Linked DNA regions of Rattus norvegicus: region 2 is linked to region 1. A link is a contact called in public Hi-C data. All regions are on one chromosome and are shown on one strand. The core of a region is the stretch at or near the end of the contact, and the rest is flanking DNA. Distances in the headings are between cores, read along the strand shown.

The links. Hi-C and Micro-C count contacts between places; a contact is called where the count stands out from the background.
Region 2: a Hi-C map of Schwann cells shows a contact between it and region 1, with 4 times the contacts expected there. The contact joins the promoter of Fhdc1 here to the enhancer-like site in region 1. A contact is called at or near these places in 8 of 12 Hi-C or Micro-C datasets (Schwann cells, frontal cortex, kidney and 4 more) and 1 of 1 datasets of contacts at active chromatin or transcription factors (oligodendrocytes).

The regions. Positions count from the first base shown.
Region 1 is chr2:171,990,552-171,996,842 of GRCr8, reverse strand. No RefSeq gene overlaps it. Among named protein-coding and RNA genes, the nearest start is that of Trim2, 130 kb to the right of the region's middle. Within about 2 kb of position 2,227, at least 16 of the 93 cell types and tissues checked have an H3K27ac peak or open chromatin away from gene starts, as enhancers often do. A contact at or near this core is called in Schwann cells, where this site is marked.
Region 2 is chr2:172,124,303-172,130,258 of GRCr8, reverse strand. Fhdc1 (FH2 domain containing 1) reads left to right here and starts at 4,303. Exons shown (of 12, transcript NM_001106437.1): 1 at 4,303-4,427.

The DNA.
Region 1 (6,291 bases), core at 978-3,477:
GCCACACGTACCTTCCCATGCAAACCCAACAGAATTGATGGCAGAAACTGTGGGAAAGAGGCAGGAAGAGAGACTGTGGTTAGCAAGGTGGGTTCAGAGGCGTGGGCTTCTTCATTGCTACCATCCAATAATAACACAAAAGAAAAACACAGGCTGAACATGAAGGCAAGCAGTACAAGAGGAAGATCAGGGATTAGAGGGGAAGGTAGAAAGTCTCTTTAATCCATTTACTGACTTATTCTCAAGATGTATTTGAAAGCACAGTTATGTCCTGCATCAAACAATGCTTCAGACCCAGGTTGCAACTTTCACTCCCGCTCTGGGCTTAGCTGTTCCAGAAACCAGTGCTTCAAAGGAACATTCTGGGAGCCTCCGATTGGTCCCAACTGTCTCTTATTGGGCCAGGGGTGGACATTTCATGTTCATGTGGCATTCTCTGATGTGTGCCTCTGTGTCTTAACTTTTTCCCCTTTGACATATCAATCATATCTGATTAGGACTTACCATTATGATCTCATTTTGACCCGATTACATCTGTAAAGATCAGGTGTCCAAATAAACTCGCTTTCTGAGGTACTGAGGCATAGTGGCCGCCAATCCGGATCAAGGCGGTGTGGATATAGGACAGATCCACCCATGATTGTTCTAGTTTCCCAGCCTCTCATCTGGTGAGTTTCTGCTCTCAAGGCAGTGTCCCGGTACTAACTAACATTGTCATTTTTCCTTCAAGCCTTTTCAGTGGCTGAGTATATCTGACGAGCTCTATTGTCTACGGCTTATGGGAAGCTCTTGGAGGTGTCATTGCATCGGAGGCCTGGGCTTCCTCTCTCTTGATGCTGTTGGGGAAAGGAATTCTCAGTTCCTCAAGGTTGTGGAGGTTCTTCCTCTGTTTCCTCTGCCAGGCCTCCTTAGACCGACTCTGAGTAGTCTGTGGCTACAACAACTGTCTCCCACAAGAATGCTTGTGTTAGCAGCTTTTCGCCACTGTGACAAAAGACCCCAAATCAACAACTTACAGGAGGAAGGTTTATTTGGCTTGTAAATTCAACCTAGGGTCCAACCTACAGCACCATGTTTTTGGCCTGTGGCAAAGCAGAACATCATGGTGAACTGCAGATGGTCCGAGAGGCTGCTCACGCCGGGGACAGGAAGCAGAGGGAGAGACAGGAAGTGACCCTAGGGTCCTAATAGCCCCCTCAAGGGCATGTCTTTGAGGACCTACCTCTCTTCTCCTAGGTCCCACCTCCCAGAAGTTCACTGTCTTCTGATAGCTCTTTAGTCTGGGACCAAGATTCTAACACATGGATCTCGGGGAACATTCTAGGTCCAAACCACAGCACGGCTGTCAGATTTCAGGTGTCTGTGGGTGTGACTCCCCTTTGGATGTCTCCTGCCTGTTTTAGTTAGAAAGAGCATCATGAGACAGTGCTGCCCTGCTGCTGGAGTCCAGGTGACTTATACCTTCTGAAAATATGAGCCGATGGGCCTTTCCTTGGGCTTTGCAACTGGGGTACGTGAGTGACCCTGCTTGCTTTAATTACATCCCTCAAACAAGTGAGTGGGAGCTTCCCCCCTTCTCCCCTTCCGAGTCCCAAGCAAGGAGAACCAAGTCAATCAGAGCCTTCTCCCTGCTCCATTGCACCTGCTTTGCATCTTCCTGCCCTCCCCCAGCCATGAGTGAACAACTTCTGAACTGGTTCCTGTTTCATCTCCCTCCTGTTAATTAACGTGAAGTGTCTGTTGCTGAGAAGTGCCTGGCTATTTAGTTCAGAACAGACAAGTCTAAACGTACGTCTACTAACTACAGGAGGAGAAAGAAGTAGAAAAGAGACTCAGCTCATGGCCATAGATAGGGGCTCCAACCCTGGGGAGGAAAAGGGTGTGAGTTTATAGGGTACAGAGATCAGGTCTGAGTGGCCTTTCTTGTAGGGCAGTCTCACCAGTGTGTAACTAGAGGCTCTCTGTGGGTGGAAGGGCTTCTAGAAGCATCACCTGCCCACAGCCTTTCCCAGCTTCGCTTCCTGAATCACTCACAGAGGTTCTAGTCCTCTAGTTCAGGTTTTACAGAACAGCTGCCATGGTGACGGACGGCATTTTCTCCAAGCAAGCAGGACTTTCCCAAGTCAGGACATGCCCTTCACACCTTGTGAGGACACAGGAGCAGTGTGGAGCTAGAAAGGAGTGGGCAGAGGGGAGGGCCATGCAGCTGGGATGAGGGACAAAGGGACTCCCAGAGAAGGACTTCGCTTGCTTGGGAATTCTGCCCTGAGGACAGCCTTGCTCTGTGGCTGCTGATGAAAAAATGTCAACTTGAGGTCGCTTTAGTCACTGCCATCTGCCAAGGAGGACAAAGGGCCAGTCTGTGGTCAGGGAGCCCCACGGCAAGAGGCTGGATATGGAGAAGGCTGAGTCTGTGATGTGCTACTCTTATAAAAATGGTCTTCAGTGAGTGAAGAGGGTTTTCCATAAGGAGAGGAACCTGACGGACAGGATCTAAACATCTGCTCTGTTTTACTGCAACATAGGGATGGAAAGAAAGATGTGTATAGAGCAGGATTTCTTGGGTATATTTCCCTTGTAAGAACCCTCACAACCAGAGGGAGACACTTGGCAATCCAAAGATTCTTTGTTTCAGGGTGAGAATTTCCTCAGAGGGAAGCTGTCTCTGGGCTTCCTGCTTCAGATGCTGATATAAAAGTTGGGGTTGGGCCGTCCACGCTAGCACCTGTACTTAGCATACCCAAAGGCCCTGGATTCAAACAGCAGCACCCCTAAAGTGAATAAATGAGTACTTTAAATCTTCCAATAGTAAATAACTCTAGAAAGCTGGCTACTCCGAGACTTGCCCAGTTTTAGTTCCCTGGTCACACAGCCTGGTTCCCTGCAGCCTGCAGATCACAAAGCCAGTTTCCTTTGTGCAAGGCATTTGCATGTGAGGGGAAGATTTATAGGAGATGACCACCAGATGGTGTCTTGGTTCTCCTTAAGCAATTTCTTCTTCGTGCTTTGTTCCCTTGTAGCCGACATTGTGACCTTGAGAACAGTCAGTTCCAGGGGAGATGGTGGGACCCGAGGAGCCACAAGTATCATTTTACTTGATCAGTCTGACAAGACTCCAGGCTCATAAACACAGGAGAGACATGGTCATTGACCAGGAGTTAATGGAAAAGCAGATTTCCTCACACAGTGAGACGTATCCATTAAAGTTCTATCAGCTCCCAACATGCAATCCTGACTCAGGGCTAATTGCTCCCCACTGGCATATCGATGCTGGCTCAGAGCTGACTTCTAGATCCTGAGTCTGGGCAAACTTGCTGAAGAGGGACCGAGAACTCCTCAATCTTATATCAGCCTCAGTGGCTTTCAAACAGATATTTTTAGTTTCTTCCTTTTCTTTATCTTTTCAGACAGGATTTTACTGTGTAGCCTATGTTACAGTTGAACCCCGGGGGGGTCCCCCTGGCTCAGCCTCCCAAGTACAGGAATTGTGTAGACATGTGCCACACAACACTCAGATTAATCCTTTCACTTTTAAAAATTACTTTCCAATAGCTGATAGGCCTTGTTTCTCTTTCGGTGTAAAAACTTAGAAAACTGTTACAAAGAGCTTGGTGACGGGGAAGATGCACTTCTTATTGACAAACGATTTAACTGCTTTTCTTAAAGATAGAGATTAGCCCAGATTGTGGGCCCATTTCCTACTGTGCCCGTGGGTGAGGCAGAGCGGGAGAGCGGGAGAGCGGTGGCTACTGAAGGAACGTGGGGAGCCAGCATTTCCTTCCAGATGCTTCCAGATGAATACGAGTTTATACGGCAGCAGGGGCAGAGGTAACAGTGACCTCGCAGTTTGAGATTCTGTACTCTCATGAAGCAGATTCGTTTGGCTCCTTCAGCTTTTCCCTCTCTCCTTGAAAGACGACGGTGTGTGGATGTTACTACCAGTTTTATGGCCCGACCTGTGTCCACATGAGTGCACACGCACTCACAGGCCCCTTAGCTCAACGCTAAGATAGAAGAAGCTGTGTTCCCACCATTTCCCCTTCACTACCCAAGTCTCCATGCATTGAAGTCGCATTTCTATCCTCCAGGGTTTGTCTCAGGGCATGGCCATGTGCCAGGCATAGTTAGTGACCAGCATGTAACCACAGGTAAGAGCCCTTCACTGAGAGCGATTCTGTGGCTTCTCGGGGCCCCAGCATTTCCTGGCATGTGCGGTTGTGAGGCCATCTGTATTCTCTGGTACTCCATGAAATGCCCATCTAGAGGCTCAGAGCCTCTGTAGGAAGACAGCAGTCACAACCACAGATCTATCGGGTCAAGCCACACCCAGTATATTTCCAAACACGGGCCTGGGGCTGTCTGTCTGAGGCTTCCCCGGAGTCTTATAAAGTGGGTTTGAGTTGGTGACAATAACTATCTCTTTCATTGGTTAAGAACACTCATGCTGGTGTGGCAAGCATCTACTTCCTAATTCTTTTTGAGTGCCTGTTCTATCCCTTTACAAGGAGAGAGATGGCAGGAGTCACTGAAAGGACCCCCATGGTCAGCTATGGCAATGCTGTACCCTTACGAGTCAAACTTACTCCCTAAGCTCTCGGCTCTACCACGTGGACGCTGTGTGGATTTGCACCATTTACCACTGGGAACACATTTCCATTTCATTCCCACGCCAGCCAGGCAGGGCTGAGGGGAAATCACGCTTCCCCCTGGAGCGCCTTCAAGCTGTCTGTAATGCTGGCTGTGCGCCATCTGCTGGTAAGCGGAGGTAAACCCGACTCTTCGGGGCAACAGGGACGTTTCAAAAGATTTCATCTTGCCCTCTGATTTTCATTGAAGGAAATTCAGGGTTAAAGGGAATGACAGGTTTGACTGAGTTCTCACAGTAGTCGAGTCTGGCGGTTAAGAGCAAGCATTCTGGCGTCTTCGAGTCTAAATCCCGCCTTGGCAGTCAAGAATGAGTGTAACCTTGGGCAAATTTCGAAACTTCTCAGTAATCAGTTTGTTATCTACCAGATGAAGAGCATAGTGCTTGCTACCTCGGGGTTTTAAAGAAGATTAAATTAGGCAGCGCATGTGGAAGTGCTTAGCACTGTGTTTGACCCCCATGCGAGGCAAACGGCTAGAACATTCTTTCTCCTGCAGCTGTTGGTTTGTATTGACAATTTTTTTTAGAGATGACACGGTCCAAATTAGCTGTTTAGGGCTCAGAATAAGTGAGTAAAGCACCCAGACAGCATGAAGAAGGGAATATCGGGGAGACAGTGCTTGGAGCCATTGTTAGTCAGATTCACTGAATCGGTTGAGTGGGTGTGGATAAAGAGGTTGGTGATGGGGCCTTGAGAAAGCGTCACCTGGCATCATTTACATGCGTCCCAAGAGACCCAGTGTCACCACCACAATCTAGACTCTTCTCTGGCTTCCTCTGCCTTTGGAATGATGACATTTAGAAAGAACACTTTCTCAGTTCTACAAAGACTGCATCCCCTAAGGAAGCTTGCCTAGTTCCAGTCTCTGGCTAGAAGTTGACCTGGAATCTGGAACCAAACACACAGTTCTCCACCCCTGCAGCTCATAGCAGACATTCTGAGTGGTGGCCCAAGCCACGGAACGAGAGCCCAAGCCAAGCCATAGATGCCAGTGTCGCAGGGCAGAGCAGGGCAGGAATGCATCTGAGGTAGCAAGGGAGACAAGCATGCGGAACTGACCTCTCTATGCGGCTAGGCAGAGGAAGTCGGAGGACAAATATGTGCACTCAGTCTGAAGATGTGCTTTATAACCTCAGGTAATACTTTTATACTATGGGTACTGTTTTCTTTTCTGCTTGTTTTGGGTTTTTGTGATGGGGTCTCATGTAGCACAATGTGTTCTTAATTGTTATGTAGCTGAGGTTAGCCTCACATTCCTGATCTCTTTGCCTCTACCTCCAGAGTGCCGAGGGGTCATTGGCGTGTACTACCACACCCAATTTGGCACTATTCCCCCAGACACACACGTCTTTTTTCTTATCGTTTTTCTGTTCTTGGAGTGTATATCACACAGCATCCAGTATGATTAGAGTTTTAGACACTTAGGCAGAAATGGATATAGAGAGACAGATGATGAACAGGCATTTCTTGGAGATCATTCCTCTCTCCCCAACAGCACTGCAGTCTTCAGCAGAAGTGGTTCTGTGCTGGAATCTGGAGCGCACAGAGGAAGGGGAGAAGAAAGTGAAGGTAAAACATGGGTTTTCCGAGAGGACAAGAAGACGGCTCCATGGCCTGCAGCAGCAGCACAGGCCATTTTCTTCAC
Region 2 (5,956 bases), core at 3,054-5,553, 130 kb before region 1:
GTCATGCCAATTTGAAGGTTTTGTTCAGTCCGTGGTTCCTAATGACAGAGTAAACACTATGGGGTGGGGGGGTAGAGGGTGGGGGGGTGGGACAACTGAGAGTGTCTCAGAAGTAGAAGCCAGAAGAAAAAAAAATGCATTTGGTGACAGGAATGGAACTTTCTGGAAGACTATTCTAGAAGAGGGCAGACAGAGCAAGCTGCACAGAGAGCAGGAAAAGTAGGTAGTCCTGAAAGACATTCTGCTGGCCCTGGATGATGCCCTAGCCATGCTAAGTAACTAACATACTTAGAGTGTCTTGCTTGCTTAGAGGCTGGCCGCACCACTTCCCCAGGGGCAGCAGCAGCGCCAGCATCTATCTACCTTGCAGCCACGAATGTGGTCCCCCGGCTGCCTTCAGGCACACTGCTTCAGGAGCCTCCTGAGCCTCTCCCGCAGGCTGGTTGGCACATTTTCCTACTGTAGATGAAACAAAGCTCTTTGCTGTCACGGCAAACCTAGGGGAGGTGTGGACAGCATATGCATATATTGCTTCCCAGACGGGAGAGCTCTTCAAACCATCTACTGTGCAAAAGGAAATCAAGTCTTAATAAACAAGATCTATCCCGAGGGGCTTCACACAAAGCTGCTTATAGGAAGGGGAAGCCTAGATGGCAGGGGACGATGCAGGGTGCCCCTGCATCATCTGAAGGCCACATCTATGCACACACGACCCACAGAAGTACACAGGCCGATGTGGAAAGCCTTAAGATCGACCTGTTTGTGTAGTTACCCCACAGCAGTTTCTGGGTGAATGAATTTGGTGAAGAGCAGGAAGAAGTCTAAGCTTTGGGACACAGGTGTCCAGTTACACTTCCCTTAGGTGGAAATCAAAATGGAAGGTTGCTGGGTGATTGATAGGAAGACATGCGGTGTCCCACATGTGGTCAGTGCAGATGGGCAATGCAGACCACCTTGCCCTAGAGTTAGTATGGTGGCGTGGGACTTCAACCTCCCAAGCCAGCCATTAGGGAAAGAGGGAAGAGGGATGGTTTGAGGGAGAGTGACTGACTTCCAGGCATTGAATCTGGAGTTCTATCACCGTCAGACTGATGTGGATCTAAGTTGCTGACATACTGAAAACAATTGACCCTCATTTTTCTTGTCCCCTTCCAAGGATGGAAACCCAAGGCCATGTGTGTTCGGTTTTACTGCTTTTCTTTCAAAAAGGCATCCAGATTGAAGTCAGACTCAATCCCCAGGGGATGATAATAGACAATGGACGATCAAGGGTTGAAGAGCCTTGTGACTGCACTCAGAGGAAAAGAAGGGTCACCAGGGAGGGCCAGAGAAGCCAAAGGAAGGCCTGTGGGTCAGAACGAAGCTGGAGATCAAAAGCCAGAGGGAGGAGGGTGGGCCACTGGGCTTGACTCGTCCAAAGTGGCTTTTTTCTTCTTGGAAATCTCAACGTGTTGGCAAGGCTGGCTTCAAATTCCTGGGCTAAAGGAAATTCCTTGCCTCAGTTTCTGAGGTATCGGGATCACAGAAAGGCATCAGAAAGGGACTGGTCTTTCAGCACATACTTCCTACAGTGTGAGGCTTGCAGGCTTGCAGGGTTGGAAGAGATCAATCTCAGACTAAAGAAGGGGAAAGGGAGCTAGCTGGCTCGGTGACCTATGCAGTTCTCTGTGAGGTGGAGGACAGCCTGGTGTACTGAGTGAGTTCAAGGACAGCTAGGCCTAGAGAGAGCTTGTCTCAAAACACAAAACATAATAAGCAATGAAATAAAAAGGGAAAGGACACACACACTCACACATAATGCTTGTTACTCTTTTGCCTGGGAATCGATCAATATTCATTTGAACTATCGTGAGTTCCCAGCCTGAGGCCAGCCTTGATATTTTCAGTGTCTGTGGATCGTGTTTAATCATGAACTACATTAATGGCCAAAGAACCATCAAGAAGGCCAAGAAAGGGGTTGGGTATTTAGCTCAGTGGTAAAGTGCTTGCCTAGCATGCGCAAGGCCCTGGGTTCGGTCCCCAGCTCCGGAAAAAAAAAAAAAAAAAGGCCAAGAAATAGGCTGACGCAGTTTTGGGGTCTTGGATACTGAACTGGTTTGGACTAGTACCTTCTCTCGTCCTGTGCAAGGCTCGCAGTAGGAGGTGAGGAATTAGGACGGAGTCCAGGACCTGAGAACCTGGTGGAGTAGCTGGAAGTCCTCAGGCCCCAGAGCTTGGGAAAGGAACGCTCTGGTCGGTTATCTGGGCGCACCCAGAAAAGGGTAGGATGACTTCATTCCCGCAGAGGGCGCTTCCCACCCCGGCAGCTGAGATGCCAGCAGCCGGTTTGTCCAGGGTGAGTTTTCTTTGACTACTCACTTCGCTCTCTGCCTGGCATCGTCACAAGTCACTTTGAGAAAAAAAAAAAATGCGATTAGACTGACTTCCCTGTTTCCTTCAGTGAGGGGGCGGGCTCTTCCCAGTTCCCAGACAGAGCTCCTTCATTCAGCTACTTCTGCCAGACTTTTTTTTCTTTAATAAACCTGAAAAGTTTGTTACTATCATTGAGACAAAAGAAAATAAAGGGGAGGGAAGGGGAAGGGAAGGGAAGGAGGGAGGGAGAAGGAAAGGGTGGGAGTCGAGTGGGAGAAGAGGCGATTTGGTGTGCCCCACAGAGGATCTGACCTCCAGAGCGCTCTGGACCTCCTGACACTCTCTAAGCTCCAAAGAGAAGCTACAGTGAGTTGAGTGCGCGGAGGTGTGGGGATGTGAGTGTGTGTGTGCGTGTGTGTGTGTGTGTGTGTGTGTGTGTGTGTGTGTGTGAGAGAGAGAGAGAGAGAGAGAGAGAGAGAGAGAGAGAGAGAGAGAGAGGGAGGGAGGTGCATGCGTGCCTACGAATGTGTGTGGAGTGTTCATGCGTGTACGCAGGGTAGGGTGTCCAGGAGACTGCCGCAGAGGTTCCTTTTGTGGAAGGCGGTGACCTGCTCAGTAGCGACTGGCGCCTCCCCCTCGCTCCATTAGGACACCAAGGCTCATCTTCTCCCTGCAGCAATTTCCATCTACCTCTGTGGTTGCCCGCCCAGCCCGGAGCTGGTCTTCAGGTGCCAGGAGCAGCGTGCTGGGCGGCGGCTTTCGAGTCTCCGGAGCCCGGAGCTGGCGAGGGCGAGCGCAGTGGCGGTGCTCTTAGGGTTGAAGGGGGAGCGAGGGAGGCAGCGGAGCAGGAAAGGGCGTGCTGTCCTTTGCGGCCGGCTGGAGGAGCAGCCGGGTAGGCAGCATTGTTACCTGCAGCGGCCCCGCCCCTCCGCACCGCCCTGCCCCCTCACCGTCCCTGGCCTGCAGTCCCGCGGAGAGACGGCGGCGCCGGGACAGCGGGCGGAGGCTGCGCGGGCGCCGGGAGCGGGGGCGCGGTGAGTGCGGGACGACGGGAGCTAGAGCCGGGGCTGCGAGGCTGGGTTCGGGGATGCCGAGCTGAGCGGCGAAGCCGGGAGGATGCGGGGAAGCGCGAGCTCTGTTTCCGATTCCCGGGACCCGATCCAGGAGCGCAGGCCCCGTGCCCCGAGGCGCAAACGCGCGGGACTAGTCGGGCTTTGGACCCGGAGCTCTGTGTGACGCTGTCCGCGGGTGGGACCTCGGAGGTTTGGTTAGCTTTCATGCCACTTATGCGGGTCGCGCAGGTCACAGGAGCCCCTCTCAACGAGGTCTCGCCCTGCCACCGTGGTGTGGGGTTAGGCTTCTTTTGACTGCACCCTTCCCTGGAAGTTCACCTCCGAAGTGGCGTCGGTGCTTGTGGAGTGGCGGGCTGGCAGTCACAGATGGTCCCGGAGCGTGATGGTCCCCGAGCGTCCCGGGTCTCCATACCCAGCCCCGGAGACTCCTTTTCGCGTTTCTGTCGCCGGCTCATTTCCTATCCCTTGGTGCAAAGCCGCAGTGCGGCCGAGAACCCTTCTCCTTGGAGCCCGCGCTGGGGACCACACGGGGTCGCCGTAGCAGTAGTCCAAGCGGCTGGCGGCCACTGTTCCGAGAATCGTGAACTCCGCTGAGATCTGGGACCCCGGTTTGGGCGGGGAGGCCTGGACAGGATGAGCCACCCGGGGTCCGATCGACCGAAGGAGCCCCAGGGGTTTCGCAGCTGGCCTCCAATGGCCTCTGAATTGGTCCGGGACTGGGGAGTGCCGGGCACTCCTGGAAGCGGAGGGTCGATCCTTTCCCGGGAGGGTTGTCCCTACTGTCTCCGCTAGGGATCCTTCGCGGCGCGTGTGGGCGTCTCTTCGCCCCGACGCGCGCCTTCCCGGACCAGATAAGGCGGCCTCTGAGCTAGAGCGGGGACCGCCCATTCGGAGCTCGCTTGCTGTCCCGGGATCCTGGGCTGCTCGACTGCCGGACGCTAGTGGCCTTGCGGGGGGCTTGGGCTAAGCGCAGCTAGAGCCGGCGGAGCCAAGGGCCTTTTGGTGAGTGGATCCACCAGACCGCGGGGCTAGAGACCAAAAGAGGTGGTGGGCAAGACTTGGGAAATAACTGCGTCCATCCTGACTGTAAAAAAAAATCGCGTTCTGGGTGCTCCCTCCGTTCCCGGTTCTGGGCGAGCTTCCCAAAGACCTGGTGCTAGTGTTTAAAGAAACTGTGCCTTGAATTGGACACTCCGCGGGCACCCTCTCACCACCCTCCGGTGGTCTCTCCGGAGCTTCTGTCCTTCCAGGAGCATCCTTTGGCGCTCCTGGGCCTATTCTTCCTGGTTTGGGAACTGGATGAGAAGAAACTGGAAATGTGCTTTCAGAAACAGGCAGCTGTGAATGTTTATGTGACGTGACAGATGAAACCTGCCATCGTGGGTTCTCTAGGCCGGCTTGCTTGCAAACTGTGTATTTCTTGATTAAGAAAGGGGTTGAAAAGCCAGGTCGAGGAGGGATGTTCCTTAAGGAGAGAAGACGGTATTTAAGATAGGCAGGAACTTTCCCCAGTCCTGTCCCTCTTTTCCCAGCTGAGAATACTGTGTATGTAGCTTAACCTCTCCCAGTCCACAGCTCATCGGGTGGACAGCTACCCTTTCAACTTAGGCTCATCCCTGACAGAAGGCAAGAGGAAAGCCACCTGGCTCTGTGTCATTTTTTTATTATTGTTGAACAGAGCAGCGTGGAAATCCCTGGCTAGAGCTAGTAGCCAAACAGCTCTTCCAGGAACGTTCTTATTCTAACCCTGTGTGCTGGCTGATCATAGACTGAAGGTTAAGTTCCTGATCATAGCATCCCTAACTGAAACCGCAGTTAAAATGCTCCCCAGAGCAGCAGCGTCCCCCGTGGCGGCGGGAGGAACAGTAACCCCACCTCTGATGAACCATGGTTATCACTCGTGAAGATGGGTTCTGTCTTCAGAAAGCCTACTGGTGACGGCTCTGGGTTTAACATCCTCCTCGCTGTAGGGGAGATGCTAAATACAAGCCTGCCTCTGTTTGTCTTGAGGAGATTGATGGGAGACCTGACGTTTCCCAGACAGAATCAGGGCTGATCCCATTGTCCCTGCTGCCAACTGCCAACTGTGAGAAGCAGGGGACGGTGTCATGTGTCCGGGTGTTTGCATCACCTGCCTTTCTCCCGGTGTCTTTGAGTTGTGTGGTGTCCTCCCTATTGTGGACAGTATGGCAGAATATTTTTTGTGCATCCTCGACTTTAATACCACATGTGACTGGAAAGAAATGGAATGCCACCTATGCCCTTCTTTCTTACCACCTCTTGAACATTGTTAATCGTGCCCCATCAGTAAGTTAGTAGTAAGGATGCACTGCTTAAGCGACAGAAATAAAAGCACCAGCGTGCAGCAGCCATTCTGGCTGGTGAACTGACTCACTGGATGCGGTCGGAGCTAGGACCTTTGACCATTATGGGAGGGGGCTGCCAGAGAAAGGGGCCAGGGACAGAAAGGTACATTCATTCCCCTTTGTTCCTTTAACTTCTTAAAGTGACAGTCTTCTCTCAGGCTGGGC